2 separate regions of the Pan troglodytes genome follow, and region 2 is linked to region 1. A link is a contact called in public Hi-C data. All regions are on one chromosome and are shown on one strand. Each heading gives the region's core, a stretch centred on a gene start, on an enhancer-like site or on the middle of the called end of the contact. The rest is flanking DNA. Distances are from core to core; before and after follow the strand shown. Region 1 has its middle 90 kb from the start of HSD17B3. Region 2 holds the start of LOC107976725.

Region 1 (2,583 bases), core at 30-2,529:
GGAAGACGTTCACAGCATCGCACCCACGAAGAGGGTGCGGCTTCCCCCTCTCACCCTTCTGGGTCTCGGCCGATCGCCTGGCAGTTGGGCTCGTGGCCTATCCTGCAAGAGGGCGCAGGCATGCATAGCGCCTGCGGAGGGGCGCTGCTCCTACGCCCCAGGCACGGCCCCCGCAGGCCGGGCAGTGACCCCGGTGGCCCGGCCCTTAGGGCGTGCGAGTTGACCGTGCCCCTTCTCCAGGACGCGCGGCCGGCGGCTGGGTTTTCGAACGCGCGGCAGTGAACGGCTCCTTGGCGAGGAGGCACAGCCTCCGCAGGCCGGAAGCCACGCGCCCACCAAAGGCACGAGGAGCAGGGCGGAGAGTACTGCGGGTCAGACGAGCGAGGCCCTCGGGGAGGCGCCCAGAGGAGCGGGGCAGCGCGGCCGCAGCGCGGGTCGGGTCCGCGGACGCTGTTCAGGCCCCACTGTGGGGCTGCTGCCCCTGGGCTGCCCTCCGGCTCGGTGGAGCGCGGGAGTTGGGGCGGGGGGCGCCTCTGCTGCTTCCACCCCAGAAACCCGGGTCAGCGTTGGGAGCTGCACTGGGCGGCAGCGAACATTAGAAGGGACAGTGTTTGGGTTAAAATCTAACCCTCGGCCGGGCGTGGTGGCTGAAGCCTATCCAACCACTTTGGGAGGCCGAAGCGGGCGGATCACGAGGTCAAGAGATCGAGACCAGCCCGGCCAACATGGTGAAACCTCATCTCTATTAAAAATACAAAAATTAGCCAGGCGTGGTGGTGAGCGCCTGTAGTCCCAGCTGCTCGGGAGGCTGAGGCAGGAGACCCGCTTAAACCCAGGAGGCGGAGGTTGGAGTGAGCCAAGATCGAGCCACTGCACTCCAGCCTGGCGACAGAGCGAGACTCCGTCAAAAAAAAAAAAAAAAAAAAAAATCTATCCCTCATGATCTTGCTTTCTGTGCGTGTGTCTTTGCGTCAGGGGCAGGGAAAGCCTATAGAGCACACATCGCCTAGTGAGGTCTTTACAACACAGGCTTTAATTATTTTCCTCCTTTCGCAGCTGAGAACAGAGAATTTCAGCAACTTGCCCAGAGTTCCAGAGCCAGACCTTAAAGGTAGGGCTTGTGACTCCGCATTAGGAACGTTCTCCTCCCCTGGATGGACCCGATGCCCCGCACTAATACTCTTGAGCCGGAATTCAGCAACGCAGGGGTGACATTCAACCTTCCGCCTCGCGGAGGCGGTGCCGGCGGGGCAGGGGACGGCCGCCAGGGGGCAGTGTGGCTCCGTGCCTCCGCGCCCGCTCCCGGACCCGCGCCCTGCCCCCGCCGGCGCTGAGCCCTCCAGCCCTGCTCCGCGTTCTTAGCTGCATCGCCAGGCGTGGAAGAGGTTGGACTCAGGGCTACGTCTTCCAGTAGTTAAAAAACGGGGGGCCGAGGCCCCCACAGTTAAAGTGGGCGAGAGAGCAGCTTCCAGCATCTATGGCGATGATGGCCTTTTTTTGCCCAGATGCAGCCAGGTCTGCCCGTCGGCCAGCTCGCACGCGGGGGGGGGGGGGCACCTCCAGCCTTGGCCTCAAGAGGGACCAGGCACAAACCTTACCTTGACAATGTTTCCAGCAACACTTCGCTGGGACAACTAGTCAGTGTGGTCAACCAGGCTAGGACAACTAGTCAGTGTGGTCACCCTTGTGGCCGTTCTTATGGGGAATTTGGTTCTTATGGGGAACTTGGTGAGACTTGGGTGTAAGCCAGTAGTTGCATTAGTTGTTTTTGTAGCTTATCTTGTTTTAGTAGCAGTGATAGTGAGATTTTGCTTGTTTTTTTTTTTTTTCTTCTGGACTGATCCAAACGGAATGCTGAAGTTCTGTCTCCATCCGGAAGACCTGGGCTGTGGCCTCCCGGCGTCTCTGGGCAGGGGCATCTGCAGGTCCCCACTCTGGTGGGCACCCTGCTGCGAGTCTGCTCATACCCAGGGTGGATGCACCAGCTGCAGCTTTCAGCTGAAAAGAAACACGCTCTGCTCTGGCTTATGTCTGGCTGAGCTCTGGAAGGGCGGGCCCCTCTCAGCGAGCTGGGGGGCCCGCGTAGACGAAGATGACCCGCAGGCCTTATCAGCACTTATCTTTCAGTAAAGCCTGAGAGGCCAGCTTTGTGTCTGGGACCCTGGGAGCTCAGGAGGGCAGCTCGGCTTTTGTTCCTTGTTCTTCTCCAGCTGTTGGGAACTTTGCTGACAGCAAGAATCTACTCCATGGATTCACAGCACAGGCTATGACCAGAGACATATTTTTGTCCTAAAACATTTCTTTTTTCTGATTATAAAGTTAATGGCCATTTTTCTTTTCTAACTTCTTAATTTGAAATAATTTGAAGCTTCTAAAAGCAGTTTAAAAATTATGCAAAGAGTTCACATGCACCCTTCACCCACATTGATGCCCTGTAAATGCCTTGGTTTATATTTCCCCCCAAAATAACCACAGGCTTGTGACTGAATCAGGAAATTAACATTGATATAGTTCTGTTATCCTCCACAGACCCTCATCATATTTCCCCTAGGCCCAGGAATGGGCCTTTGCTGAATCACACCT
Region 2 (2,583 bases), core at 40-2,539, 340 kb after region 1:
TGTTGTCCAGGCTGGCCTCAAACTATCCTCCCGCCTCAGCTTCCCCAAAGTACTGGGATTACAGGTGTGAGCCATGCGCCTGGCCTATTACAAATTATCAATCTCATAAATCCTTTATATCTTGCGAGAAAACTAAAAAGTACACAAACATATACATAACTGTAAAAAGTGCATTGGAAGAAGAGTGCTATGAGAAGGGAGTATTGAGAAATGTAATTTAAAAGGGAAAGGGGTCTAAGAACTGTATCTCAGATAAGTGTACAGCATGTGCAAAAAAAAAAAAAAAAAAGCCTTAAGGGAATCACACAATTTATTGGAGTATTTTGGGTTTGAGTTCGGATAATTTCTAGGACGAAATAAATTCAGTTGAGTTAGAAATGGAATCTCTCAGTATCCAAACTACAGAACAACTGCTTAAATTGTTAAGATTTCCTGTTGGATTTAACAGGGAAATGGGTTAAGTCTCCTATAATTTAATGAGTCGAAATCATTTGTTTTGGTTTAAACTAATTACCAACTCAACTCATTCTGGTGATAGGGTCTCTCTCTCCCTCTTTCACTCCAAAGGCCTCCTCAAGCATTCCTCAAGGGTGTTCCCACCTCGGGGCCCTGGAGCTTTCTGCTCCTTCCACCAATTTCCCTAAATACCAAGAGTGACTAGATTTATCAAAAGGAATGAGCCTCCCAGTCACAATATCCACTCGGCAGCTTCATCTATTTTTAGCTGCCAGTCTCCTATAGGTATTTATATGTTTGGTCCCTGAATTACAGCGTCATCAATTCCTAGACCTCAGAATTCAGGCTTGTAACTTGCCCTCTCTGAGCTTTATCTCTGAATTCATCTATTTAATGAGATCGATATCTTCCTCAAAGGAAAGCAAGTAAACAATCAGCATATTGCTGGGCTCAGGAAAATCACTCAATACCTGGTAGCTTTTGTTATACAGCACAATTATTAATGAAAACTACTCATTTGGGTGCCAGAAGGCATCCCAGGTGACTTGTGGTAGATAATCACACCTTCTTTAAACCTCCTATTTAAGGCAGAATATAATGCCCTGACTCAATAGGCAATAAAACTCAATTGAACTAAATATCTCAACCTTCATTTATCTACTTACAACAAACTTCTGCCATTCACTAACAACTGGGGCATACAAGAATAAATAATGAAAATAACATTTACTGAGTGCTTAATATGGGCCAGACGCGGGGTCACATAAATACTTTGCGTATTCCCCACGTCATTTAATAATCGCAAAAACCTAGTAACGAACCCAGTTTTACAGATGAGGAGCCTGCCCAAAGTTGCTCAGCAAGTAACTGTCAGAGGCAGCTCTAGATCCCAGGGGCTGACTCCCGAGTCTACGTTCTCAACACTGAATCGGAGATTTGGTTCCAGGCCTGGAGGGGTTCACAATCTGCAGCTGTCACTGAAGAGGATCTACAGGGCAAAACCCCAACCCGAAGGGCACCGGCACGAACTGGTCCAACGCGACGCAGTACACAGGCCTCTGCGTAAGGGGCGAGCGCGGAGCTGGTACCTTTGCCAGAGGTTTCCGCGCGGGGCTGTGGCGCCGACGGATCCATCCGGCCAGGGGGAGGGGCCGAGCCCGGCTGCACGTAACACCCGGAAGGCGGCGGAGGACAGCAAGGTGGCTGGCCGGCAGGCCAATGGCGGCCAACGCTACTTCCGGCCGCCCTCCGAGCATCGCTCTTCGGCAACCCGAAGCCACAGGATGGAGGAGGGGGATCCCAGCAAAGGTAGCGACTAAGGGGACCCAAGCAGAACGGGAGGGCGACGTCCGGAGCGGCGGCAGAGCCAGGGGACGCTGTGTGAGGCTGGCAAAGCGGTGTTCACCTAGTTCTCTCGGGCTCCGCCGCCGCGGGAGGAGGACAGGAGGCCGGCAAGGCGACCCCCGAATCTTCCTAGGCTCTGACCTCCGTCTCCTAACCCCCGCAACTTCCAACCCGGTCTTGGAAAATCCCGCGAGAACGGGCTCCCGAATTGTCATTGGGATCTCGCGAGAACGAAATCTTCCTTTCTGTGGGCGGAGCAATCTTCCCGATGTCTCTCCCCTCTGAGGCCTGTAGCAGGAAGGGCCGCGGGAGTTGCGAGTGTCGCGAGGTTTGAGGTCGCTCGGTGGGCCGGGCGCTGTGCGAAGCTAGAAATAACTGGGGGCATTGAGAATGCGGTGGCTGTAAAGGGCCGCTGAGGCGGTGGAGGCCTGGCAGAGGGCGGCCCCGCGGTCGCGGCTTCTGGCTTCTCTGTGGAGCTTGGTTCTTCCGTGGTGGTGCAGCACCCCAGGAACTTCAGGAACCAGTGCTTCCTTGGAGAGCTCCCCGGGACAGCCACGGGGGCCAAGTGAAACTAGCGCGTTTTCTTGGATCCTACACTTTATAGTGAATCATAAATACTTTAAATACAAAGCCAACATTTGCTGCAAATAAACGTAAAAATACTGTTAAAGTGTAAAGTGTTTTCCTCCGTACCGTCTGACGTTTCTGGCGGTTCGTTGAACGCGGGAGAACGCTGAGCCGTCTGCACTGAGCCCGGGAGCATCTTCAGGGCAGCGCCGCCCA

The links. A called contact is a pair of places that touch in the nucleus more often than the background predicts.
Region 2: a contact with region 1 is called in a Hi-C map of stem cell-derived neural progenitor cells, with 4 times the contacts expected there. The contact joins the promoter of LOC107976725 here to the enhancer-like site in region 1. A contact is called at or near these places in 1 of 7 Hi-C or Micro-C datasets (stem cell-derived neural progenitor cells) and 1 of 1 datasets of contacts at active chromatin or transcription factors (stem cell-derived excitatory neurons).

What each region holds. Positions count from the first base shown.
Region 1 is chr11:42,291,287-42,293,869 of NHGRI_mPanTro3-v2.0_pri, forward strand. No RefSeq gene overlaps it. Among named protein-coding and RNA genes, the nearest start is that of HSD17B3, 90 kb to the left of the region's middle. Within about 2 kb of position 1,280, at least 10 of the 24 cell types and tissues checked have an H3K27ac peak or open chromatin away from gene starts, as enhancers often do. A contact at or near this core is called in stem cell-derived neural progenitor cells, where this site is marked.
Region 2 is chr11:42,633,519-42,636,101 of NHGRI_mPanTro3-v2.0_pri, forward strand. It overlaps LOC107976725, which reads left to right and starts at 1,290. Exons shown (of 3, transcript XM_063787654.1): 1 at 1,290-1,764. The coding sequence starts at 1,290. It overlaps ERCC6L2 (ERCC excision repair 6 like 2), which reads right to left and starts at 2,522. Exons shown (of 19, transcript XM_054658300.2): 1 at 1,545-2,522. The coding sequence starts at 1,590.